Linked DNA regions of Mus musculus: region 2 is linked to region 1. The links are chromatin contacts, called in public HiChIP or PLAC-seq maps. All regions are on one chromosome and are shown on one strand. The core of a region is the stretch at or near the end of the contact, and the rest is flanking DNA. Distances in the headings are between cores, read along the strand shown. Region 1 overlaps Gm31434 (a long non-coding RNA gene). Region 2 overlaps Rab6b (RAB6B, member RAS oncogene family).

The links. HiChIP or PLAC-seq counts read pairs in DNA pulled down with a chosen protein or histone mark.
Region 2: a contact with region 1 is called in an H3K27ac HiChIP or PLAC-seq map of extraembryonic endoderm stem cells. The contact joins two enhancer-like sites. A contact is called at or near these places in 2 of 484 Hi-C or Micro-C datasets (embryonic stem cells and nephron progenitors) and 4 of 115 datasets of contacts at active chromatin or transcription factors (embryonic stem cells, extraembryonic endoderm stem cells and stem cell-derived neural progenitor cells).

The regions. Positions count from the first base shown.
Region 1 is chr9:102,994,198-103,000,221 of GRCm38.p6, forward strand. Gm31434 (a long non-coding RNA gene) reads right to left here. Exons shown (of 3, transcript XR_871114.2): 1 at 5,123-6,024; 2 at 1,070-2,591. Among named protein-coding and RNA genes, the nearest start is that of Gm31434, 5.0 kb to the right of the region's middle. Within about 2 kb of position 1,839, at least 30 of the 459 cell types and tissues checked have an H3K27ac peak or open chromatin away from gene starts, as enhancers often do. A contact at or near this core is called in extraembryonic endoderm stem cells, where this site is marked.
Region 2 is chr9:103,139,869-103,145,433 of GRCm38.p6, forward strand. It overlaps Rab6b (RAB6B, member RAS oncogene family), which reads left to right. Exons shown (of 8, transcript NM_173781.4): 2 at 514-572. Among named protein-coding and RNA genes, the nearest start is that of Gm51658, 9.7 kb to the left of the region's middle. Within about 2 kb of position 1,618, at least 16 of the 459 cell types and tissues checked have an H3K27ac peak or open chromatin away from gene starts, as enhancers often do. A contact at or near this core is called in extraembryonic endoderm stem cells, where this site is marked.

The DNA of each region.
Region 1 (6,024 bases), core at 589-3,088:
ACAGCAACATCTGCTAACTTATCGGAGCTGCATTGACTCCACCTCAGACCTCCTGAGTTAGGGGCTCCAGGCAGGGCCCAGAGACCTATGTCTGGATAATCTCCAGGAGCTTGTGGTACACACTCAAACATGGAAGCCACTGCTCCCCACATGCCACCTCACTCTGAGGGTTTTACAGTCACCCGGGCCAGGCCACGCAAGCACTGCTGCAGACTAGATCTCAGGTGCAGCCAGGGCTGACAGAGTGATGCTTGCGGGGCCTGGCTGCTACTCTCTAGACTTTCTTCTCGTAATTTTCATTGCAGGGCTACAGGGTGTGGATGGCGGTGGGGGAGAGATGACCGCAGCCTGGGTATACTAGAGATCTAAGGGGCTATCTTCTCTAGAATTCATGACTCCTCTCCTCAGGATCATGGACAAGGAGATCTCGGAACGCTGGACCCATGCCAGAGAAGGGGAACAAACTGGGTTCTCATCATAAATCAATGTTAGGCCTGCTGAGGGCAACAGACTTCATGTTACCTACAAGGCATTGCCTTTGGAATGGGCTGCCCCTAATTGATTTTAGGTCATCTGACACTTAAAAAGAGAGAAGCGTTTGGGCTAGGGTGGGGTGGACAGGTGTCTCCTCTCTTTCATCATCAAGAGTGTGATGCCTCCTGCCTTGGAGCGATGCTTCCTTACCGAGGAAGAAGCACCAAGGCTCATGGAGAAGCCCATGCTCTATGTTCACATGGAGCAGCGAAGCGTGGACTTGCGCTTATCCTCGGTAGGACTTCCAGGGACTGAGTTTGAAGAAGCCAGAAAAGGGGGTGGAATTAGAGGCAGCATGGAGTCCAAAGGTGGGGGCGGGGTCAGAATGGGCCACCTTCTCTACATCTGCAATGCTCCTGAGGAATGTCACTGTCTGGGAATGTCACTTGTACACTTGCCACCTATTCAGTTCCAGCATCATCACTGGCCCAGAAGCCCCTTTATCTGCAGGGGTTACCTCCAGGACCCCTTATAGACTGATCCTTGAAATGGCAGACAGTTTCTAGCTCTACAAATGTACTATACATATACTTACATAGCCACGATGAAGTTTAATTCCTAAATCAGGCACAGGTGACTCACCACGGTGACAGTAGAATGGAGCCGTTGTTACAACAGGTTGTAATGAAAGTCACAGGACTAGCCTCGGTCAAGAGATCCCTGGTCAGTTCATTATTATTTCTATTTCTGTGACAAAATGCCCGACGGAAGCAGCTTAAAGTTATGTGAGTGTTGTCTCTCCCTCCCTGCTGGTGAGATTGTAGAATGGAATGTCTTCCTAAAGAGATGGGGTAAAGGGGGCGAGGCAGGAGCTGTGCTAAAGTCCTGAGGCACTATTAACCTTAAGTAATCTTGAGTAGACGTCATTGAGCCAGGATGGTGCTGCTGAAAAGCAGCCTAAGGAGGAAAGGACTTTGAGGTTTGGTTGGTTGGTTGGCTGGTTATTTGTTTGGTTCACTCATATTTCAGGTTTATGGTGTGTGGTGATAGGGGAGTTACCATGGCAGGGAGCACGAGGCAGCGGATGCATTGCATCCACGGTCAGGAAGCAGCAGTGACTGGTGATGCTTAGCCTGCTTTGACTGTGTACGCAGTCCACGACAGCAGCCCAGAGACTGGTACCTTCCTAGGTACCATCTCAATGAATCCATCCTCATACGATTCCTCACAGGAAGCTGAGGTAGTCCAGGTGACTCCTCCCATGAGGGCCTGAAGCTTTGCCTCCTGGGAAATTCCACATTCTGTGAAGTCAGCAAGCAATATCAACTGTCACAGGGTAGAAAGTCTGGCAGTTCTCTGCGAGTCATTGAGCAACAGGTGGCAGCTGAGCTCGTGGGATATGAAATGAGAAAGGATCTGAGATGTATCAGACATGTTTCATGCACAGTTAACATGACAATATATTGTGTTGTTGTAAAGTTTATGAGAAGTAGAAATAGACTATTATGACACTATAGCCCTTTTTAGGCTATAAGTAGAAACTGTGGTGTATCCTGCATACCGCCTATGAGATGATGGTCCCATGTCCTCAGCAGGGTACGTGCGTTTCTCTTTGTCTGTTCTGAGCTGCAAGGATGGGCTGGTATCTCAGAGTTCCTCCTGTGCAAACAAGAGTCATGATATGTACATAACTGGTGCTCAGCAAATATTTGTGCAAGGAACAAATAAACATGTCACCCAGGAATGTTCTAGAAGGGAGGCAATGTCAGTGTGGACAGCGGCTTGGACTTTGGAATAGGCCAGATTGCAGCTTGAGTTCCAACCCTGCCTCCAATCAGTCCAGTGAAGCAGATCCCATAGTCAGCCTCTTCCAGCCTCAGTCTTCACTCCTACATGAAGGACACGAGGCCCACGGCTTCTCGCCAGCTTGGTTTTAAAGGCAATATACAGCACAGTAGCTATGAAGGCAGGATTAGGTAACATGACCCGTGCTCACCGGGAGCTAACAGGAGTAGCAGACTCTAACTCACCGTCTAAGGGGTGGGCTCCCCTAGGATGCAGAGGATAAATGTGAGGCTTGACAGTCACAGGAGCTAGAGCATCAGCTTGGAGGCTACCTGGGTGTATGGAAGCAACAGAGAGGAGCTGTGACTGCTCCAGAACCACAAAGGAGAGAGAAAGGCAGGACAGGACCTAGAGTGTCCCCTTGACCCCACCTGAGGTGGGGACCCTGGTGATGCTTTCCATTCCAAAACTGGGTAGAGAAGCTGATGCGTGTTCGGGAGACTGCTTCTTCCTCCTCCCCCTCCTCTTCCTCCTCACCCATCTCCTCCTCTCCTTCCTCCTCCTCTCCCCATTCTTTTTATCAAAGCCCATTATGTTTGCTTCATTATACAACAATGCTGCTAAGATTCAAAAGATAAAGAAAAATGAAATTATACAAGAGCAAAAGTCCACTAGATGCAATTATAATCTTTATACCATACTTTACTGTTTCTCCTAGCCTTACATTGCCTGTCATAGCTCACGTGTGGTAGGTGTACATGTGTATTCGTGTGCACATGGATGTGTGAAGGCCAGAGCCCAATGCTGGGTGTCTCCTTCAATCACTCTCCACTTTAGTTTCTGAGATAGGCTCTCATGCTGAAACTGAAGCTCACCAATTCAGCTAGGCTGGCGAGCCCCAGATCTGCCTCTCTCTTTCTCACCAGTGCTAGGACTACAGACACACATACTTCTGCGTCCTCCTGGAACAGCATTTTGAAATCACAAATGGCACATATTATATATGAAATATATAATTTTAGAAATTTAAATCGCATTATTAAAAATATCTAATAAAAATTGTGTGTGGGTGTGTGGGTGTGTATGTGTGTTGGTGTGTATGTGTGTAGTTATGAGGATAACTTGGGGAAGTTCTTCTCTCCTTCTATCATGTGGCTCCCCAGGATTGGACTCGGGTCCTCAAGCTTCATGGCTAACAGTGAGCCATCTTGCCCACCCAAATTGGCCTTTTTATTTGACATCATGATATAGATGTTTTCTTTGTTATTATAACTTTTTTTGTGATAACTTTTAGTCCTGCAGATAGCCTATGGAGCTGTGTTTCTGAACACTTTGGATCCCCTCTTCTCCAGGGGCTGGGAAGTCTTGCCTCTGCCCTGGTAACCTCTCAGCCATGAGTGCTTGAGGCCAGCAGGGTCTAGTGTGTCTGTAGTATGTGAGACCAGAGAGACAATGGCTGTACTCAGAAGACCTGAGAGCCAGGTCACATTGACCTCTCCATGGGACAGGCCAGCCCTTGGCTTCCAGTCTTCTTTGAAATGGGATCAACAACCTGCCTCACAGAGTAAGTGCTAGGCAAGTGAGCTATCAGCTCAGCCCAAATCTTGGTTTATTGGATTTACCAGAACCTTCAGAATCCAGCAGCAGGAAATGCAGCCCAGCAAAACTTAACCATAAAGAGAATTTATTAGCTCACAGAATTGCAAAGTCCAGATACAGTGACCCAGGAGGGACACAGAGCCTGGAGGATATGGCTGTGGGTCTCAGTCATTGTGGTCCCACCTGCCTACCTTTCTTGTCACCCCTTTCTAGGGAACTTTCTCTCCAGTACTCTCCAGACCAACTTCTGTATTAGTCAGGGTTCTCTAGAGTCACAAAACTTATGGGTAGCCTCCATCTAGTAAAGGAATTTGTTGATGACTTACAGTCTGTAGTCCAACTCCCAACAATGGTCAGCAGCAGCTGTGAATGGAAGTCCAAGGATCTAGCAGTTGCTCAGTCCCACAAGGCAAGCAGGAGGAGGAGGAGGAGGAGGAGGAGGAGGAGAAGAAGAAGAAGAAGAAGAAGAAGAAGAAGAAGAAGAAGAAGAAGAAGAAGAAGAAGAAGAAGAAGAAGAAGAAGAAGAAGAAGAAGAAAAGAGAGAGAGGGAGAGGGAGAGGGAAAGGGAGAGGGAGAGAGAGAGGGAGAGGGAGAGAACTGAGGACAGCACTCCCATTCCTGGCATCCCCAAGAGAAACATTGGCCTGTCTGCTTCATTAGAGGTCCCGATGACTAGGCCTGGCCTATGTCCTCCTGCCTCAATTGTCATCCATTCACTTATACCTCCTAACCTGTGAGTGGGTGAGGGTGGTGGTCCCAAGCAGGGTTAGGAGGTGCTTTCATCAAAAGAGAGGAAGACTTGGGGAGGGGCAAATAGTAGCCATGCCCTTCACAGACTACCAGTTCCACTGTGGCTAGAAGGAAGTTCTCAGAGCAGGGAGCCCAGCATCCCCTGTGGGTTTGACAGTCACAATCCTTTGTGATGTGCTCAGAATCTGTCTTGGCCACTCTCTTCCTCTGCCAGCTCTACCCTAACACAGTAAGCATTTTCTCTCGAATGTCCAATGCAAAGAACTGCACCCTCAGTGCCTGTGACCATGAACTGGGAGGAGGGGCCTTCAGTGACCACATCAGGTGACTCACTCCACCTTCACAGATATGGTCCAAGGTGTATTACAGTCCCAGACCCAGCTGAAGTGTCCTGAAACAGGAGGAGGTTGGAACTCTGAGATGGGGCTGGAAATCCCTGTCCAGTCTCAGCGCCCAGGACCTATCTGTGTTCAGCAGGGAACAAAGATGTGCAGGAAGGTACGTCTCCCATCACCTTGTGTGCTTGAGAGGCCAGGAGAGGCAGGTGCTCATTGGATCCACCCAGCTGAGTGTTCTGCAATGGCCTCCTGCTTTCTGCTCTTGTGTGCACTTGGTTGGTCCCTGTCCTGAAGTCTCACAAGTCACCTGGTAGGAAGTCGACCCAAGCAAGGCAGTGAGGATCTAATAATGGCAAAGCAGGGCACCGGTCCCTTCAGAAGTGAGAAAGTCAGGGCCCCACACTAAGGGGGTAGGACCGTGGCAAAGATGCTGAAGGAGGGGAAGGTGGGATGGGTAGCCCAAGGCCCTTCCAGGAATGGAGGACACCACAGATAAAGGGAAAAGAGATTGCAGGCACTGAGGAAAGACTGAGGAACAAAGGTCTGAGAAGAGAGGGGCCCACCTAGATCCAGAGCCAGGGGACAGGGCACAGAAAGGACACCTGCTGCAGAGAGGTCAGGAGCTGATCCAGGTGTTTGTGGGAAATCTAGGAAGTAGGCAAGGATCCTCAGGCCTCCTCATGAGGACTTCTAGGGTTGACACAAGGACAGGAGGGGAAGGTAGGCATTCTGAGAGGACTGAGGAAGCCTGTTGTCAGGAAGAGCTCTCTCCTTTCTGTGTGTCTTTTGTGTGTCTGTTTCTGTCTGTCTGTCTCTCTGTTTTCTGTCTGTCTGCCTGCCTGTCTGTCTGTCTGTCTCTGTCTCTTTTGCATGCATGTGTGTGCATGTCTGTCTGTCTGTCTACATACTGCAGGTAAGACCCACCCTAGCATGGCTGGAGGAAGAATGGAATTTGAGGCTGGTGCAGACTCCTAAGCTCGCCACATGAACTTAGGGAGAAATTATGCCAGCTGTGGAGAACACCTGGGCCTGGAACTACAGCCATCATGGGTTTGGAAGGAGGCTATGCCAGCCGTGG
Region 2 (5,565 bases), core at 368-2,867, 150 kb after region 1:
TAGTGGGATCTCGAGGTGCTAATGACCCAGCATTGAGCTGGACAGTCAGACACACTCTGTGGGGAATAGGCTTGCCCTTGAGAGACCTGAGAAAGGTCTGCTTCCCTGCCCCTTTCTCACCAGGGTTTAAGTTGAATAAATGGGAATCAAAGAAAGTCTCCCTTGAGCCGATGAGTGGTCAGGTGGTCTATCCAGGGGGGCACAGGCAGCCATGAGAAGAGCATTCTGTTGGGATCTCATGTCAGCTGGGGCCTGGGGTCAGGGCAGACCTGGACTTGGGTGGTAGAGGGTGAAGAAAGGGTAGGCCGCCACCTCCTCCGTGGCAGCCTGGGGACTGACGAGTGTGGCCCCCTAGAGCTCACATCAGCACCTTGGCTTGGGCTCTTTCTCCTGGGGTCTGCTTCTCTGCTTTCTGTGGTTTCTATGAGCCAGCCTTTCAAGTGCGCGTGTTTAGAAGACCCTAGCCATAGGCTGGTCTTACGGCTGAACCTCTCTCTCCTTTCTGCCTTGCAGTCGGGAAGACGTCTCTGATCACGAGGTTCATGTATGACAGCTTCGACAACACCTACCAGGTAAGACTCCCCACTTCCCATGCTCCCCCCCCCCACCTCCCCTGCCTCTGTCTCTGCCTGTGGACCCTGTCTGGAGAGCACTGCCAGCTGTCTCCAGGGAGCATTGAGCTCAGAGTGGGTGGGGCCACTGCAGCTCTCTCAGGCAACTTACCGATTGGAAGGAATGCCATGCCCTTCCTGGTAACCTGGCCTAGGCCGGAAATGAGCTCAGAGTCTAGATGTTGAAAAGGAAACTTTTATTTTTTAAGGGAGAAATATCAAAACCAGAGAAGGGATCTTTTGAAGAGGCAGGTTGGAAGCATTACAGAGTTTGGTTATGTCAAGGGGCAGGCCGAAGAGGATAAGATGAAGTGCAGGGGCAGTTGGAGAGGGTGCAGCTCAGGAGTGGTCACACTGGCTGGACTTGACATACACATAACCCAGACAGACCACGCACGGACTGTCACACACGCTCAGTCCGCCCTCATCCCCTGCTGCTGAAGCACACGCTGCCACAGAGAGGCGTGGACGCTTAGTTGACCCTGCCCTGTGTGGTCAGGAGACTGGGCATAAAGACATCTGTGGAGCCTGGTTTGGGAATGGTAGCCTGGGCTCAGTCACAGGCCCATAGGTGACCCCAAACCGAATTCATGAGGGGCAGAGACATATCTGTTTGGTATCAGTGGTGGTGGTGGACAGGGCAGGCAGTACACGTGAGTTTCCTCACAGCTAAAGCATTTTGCCAAAGTTGTTATCCCTACCACCACCTTGGACTGTCTGTCCACAGTTAGTTCACCAGTTCATTTCTCTAGGCTAGGGTCCTGTGAGATACTAGCTCCCAGACAATGTTAGTAGCTGTTACTTGGCAAAGGGAGTGTGTGGTTTCACAAGCAGAGCTGGGTTGTTTAGACTGGGGGGGGGTGGTGGGGGGAATGAGGGTGGGAGTGGAAGGGGACTGCTCTCGCTCAGCACTGAATCTCAGGGCTCCCCCTCAGCCCAGGGCTTCAGTCTGCTGAAAGCAGATGCAGTGGTTGTTTGAATGTAGAATCCCTTTGTCAACACATTCTCAAGGACAAGTATTTATAGATTCACTGGGGCAGCTGTTCCAAGGTGCCGCTCTCCCCGCTGCTGGGTGTGGAGCAGCCCACGAGTCTCCGATGCTTGTCCGTCCGTCAGTGCCCTAGTGCAGTCACCCTTGTCTCAGATGTCCTCTGAGGACCCCCTTTCTGTTTCCCTCAAGTTCTTATTCCACTCTGCAATGGGTGGACTGAAATCCTATATCACGTGGACTCCAGAGGGATTGCCTACGGGGAAGGACAGGAGACTCTGGGTGCGTCAGAGGGTGTACGTGGCTTTGGGACATTGATGCCGGTCATACTGTTGTGTCCTCCCCCAAGCCAGGACTTTGCGTCACTTTGGTCTGACTGTGGAGCAGAGGTGACATCCCTAACAGACTCCCCTCCTGAAAGAAAGATGAAATTTCAAGACCTGTAAGTCATATAAAGTACTCAGAAATTGCTGGTTGTTTGTGAGCCTAGAGGCTGCCTGGGGCTGAAAATAAAGAAAAACAAACCTGGGTATGCCACATAGTTAAAACATTCCTGGGAACAGCTTAACCTATAAGATAAAGAAGACTGTGAGGACAAGCAGGGCTATCTTGTCTGGGTCAACACCACCTGGCCGGAACCTCCCCTCTGTCTACTGCTCCTTGACGCCGGGTAAAGTCATACATCAACTGGTTGCTATGTGAACAAAGATAAGCCCCCAGCCCACAGAAACAAAGTCCTGATGCCCTTTTGCTGACATGTAATCTTTCTGTTAATGTTTAAATAAGCCAATAGTGTGTCTCTATGCTGAATTCCACACCCCTAAGCCCCTTACCCCATAAAAACCCCTAGCTTCTGAGCCTCGTGGCCGACATCCGTTATCTCCTGTGTGGGATGCATGTCGGTCCGGAGCTCCATAATTAAACGTCCTCATGTATTTACATCAAGATGGTTGTCTGTTCGTGATTCTTGGGTGCACGCCGAATCGGGAGTTGAGTGGGGGTTTCCCCACTAGGTTCTAACACTCCTAAAGTCTCCTTGTGCTCTGTGTGTGCACATGCACACGTGTGAATGTGTGCACCTGCGCACATGCTTGTGTTTTTATTAGTTGACTTTTCCCTTTTTGACACAGAGACTCCTGTGGCTCCAGCTGGCCTTGACTCTTCTGGGTAGCTAAGAATGACAGTGATCTCTGGCTATTTCTGACTACTGCTTGATTTTTTTTTAGCGATCTTCCTGTTTTTCCTATGGCACCGCATTGAGATTCTTAGCAGCAGTGGACAAATTACCTTTGAAATTTTATCTCCCTTCTTCCCACTGTCACCCTCATTGCCTGACGCTTGTCACTCAAATCAGGCTTTACTTGTTCCTGTCACTGTGTGGTGGCTGGCGATGGCCTAGCCTGGACATCAGCTCCTGTCACTGTCCCAGCTCCGCTCGCTCTGCTCTGAAAATTCTTCCAATGCCTGAAGCGTGGCAAATGTTTGCCCTGAGAACAGAGCCCCACCTCTTGCATCAGTTCCCATGAGCCTTTGGCTGTAGCGTGTGATCCTGAAAGCTAGTTGGGCCCCTCAAGTCTAGGGCTACTCCTCTGCCCTTCTGGTTCTCACCTGTGTTTTGGGATGTGCCAAGTCCAGGATCTTCTTGGAGACATCACTGTACAAGGCCTGGCTGAAGATGGTGCCACAGGTACCTACGGGCACAGTAATGGCTGCTTGCCTCAGTTGACTGGTGCCATCAGACTGAGCGCCTCCCAGGACCACTGTCATGGTGAGTCAACGGAGATCACAGAACAGATCCGATGCCGCTCTCCCCATGCGTGGGAGAATTGTCTGACTCGGTTTCTTTACATCACCAGGTGGAAATCCTTTCCTTAAGCCCTTTAGAGCAGTAATTAGGCTGAGAGGCTGGGCTCTGCTTCTCTCCGTCATTCATACACACACACACACACACACACACACACACAAAGACATACACACACACATATACACATACAAAGACATATATATAAACACACAAAGACATATACACACAGACACACAAAGACATACACACACATATACACACAGACACATATATACACTCACATATACACACAAAGACATAAATACACAGATACACAAAGACATACACACACATACATATACACACATAGGTACACACAAAGACATACACAGACACACAGACACACACAAACTCACACACAAAGACATACACACAGATACATACACAGACACACACATACAAACAAAGACATATGCATAAACACAAAGATACACACACACAGACATATATACACAAAGACACACAGATACACAAACACACACACACACACACACACACACACAGACATACACACACACAGACACATGATTGCTTGTTAATCCTCTGGAGATGGAGGAGGACAGACTTTGTTTATTTTCTTTTTCTGAGCATAGCAGCAGAGGTGTATGGGAAATAGATAAGTCCCCAGGGACCCGAGAAGATGAAATGTATTTTCTCTCAGGCTGTCCCACTGCACAGGAGCCGTGCTTGTCACCCTCCCACCAATATCCTGTCTGTCCCAGCAGCAGTACAGCATGGCAGAGTCTAGGCCCACTCAGTCAGCTCCCAGGACAGTGTTCCCTCTCTCTCCTCATGGCTCCAGACCCTGTGCTCCCCTCCCATTCACTCATCCTGACAAAAGACAGCTGTGTGCTGTAGTACATGGCCTGACAGAAGGTAGCAGAAGGCAGCCTGGCCCACCCTCAGCGGGGCACAGAGGGCAGGGCCTATCCTCAGCCACGGCCAGTGCCACCTTGATGTAGAGCTGAGTGTGCAAGAGGCCCCAAAGGGCCACCATGCGGCCCTGAGTATGGTAGGCTGGGGTCCTCAGCTGAACCTCTCAGAAGGTTCTGTTTGTGGCCCTGGTGAGCTGGCACTTCTACAGCCCTGGGGGACCTTTGAGAAGCATGTCTTCGTTCTCTACTTACCTGGCAGTTACACACATACACACACACACACACACACACACACACACCCCTTATTCTCCGCTAACACATGTACTCTAGTCTCTCACCGCCCTGCCTAATCACACCATACAAACTGATTCACTTATACAGTTTTCACTTGGTGGAAAACCAAGTCTCAAGCAGAGGAAATTTTGTCTGTGGTGATTCCTTCATGTAAAACCCCAGCTAAGAGGTAGTATGTTTTGTAATGTGGTAGCATGATGCGGCGGAAGTGGGTGCCTTAGCGGGCCCATGTTGAGGTACCCCCACCAAGGTACCAGCCAGACAATGGGTCTAGTATAAAATGAAGTTTATTTGGGGCATGAGAGGAGGCTGTGGAGAGGGGGTGGAGGCAGAGAAAGAGGACAGAGAAGAACAGAAAGAGAGGAGAGAAAGAAGGGAAGAGGCCAGCAGAGAACATGCAGGGAGAGAGAAAGGAGGAGAGGACAGAAGCGGGAAGAGAGGTCACACAGTCTTTTTATAGCCAGCTGGGCTCATACCTGGCTGTTCCTAGGTAACTGTTGGGCAGAGCCTAGAAGAAATGCTAACGAGGTTTTCTTAAAACTCTATCTAGGGAAAAAAAAAATCTGGGCATATCTTGTAATAAGAGGTGGTTCTTGCTGTGCGCTCCCCCACCCATACCAGCACATACCCAGGAAACCCCTGTGGGCCCTGGGAGGGTCAGCTGTGTGAAGGAGCCCTGCTAAAGGGAGGTGTGGTCCTCTGAAGGTCACTCCTGGCCGAGGCTCTCCAGGGTGCTCTTTCCAGCCTGCAAAGCTGGCAGCTCAGGCCTTAGCGTCTTAGAGAACTGAGAGGTGGTAAGAACTTAACACTGAGGACCCATGGCCCCTCCTGTCATCCACACCAAGTTAGAACAGCACAGATCTAATGGGCTGCCTCAGGGAGAGAGGCGCCCACAGGCCAGGAGGGCTCTTCTCAGAGGACACTTGTGAGATGGGAAGGTGTTTCAGACTCTGA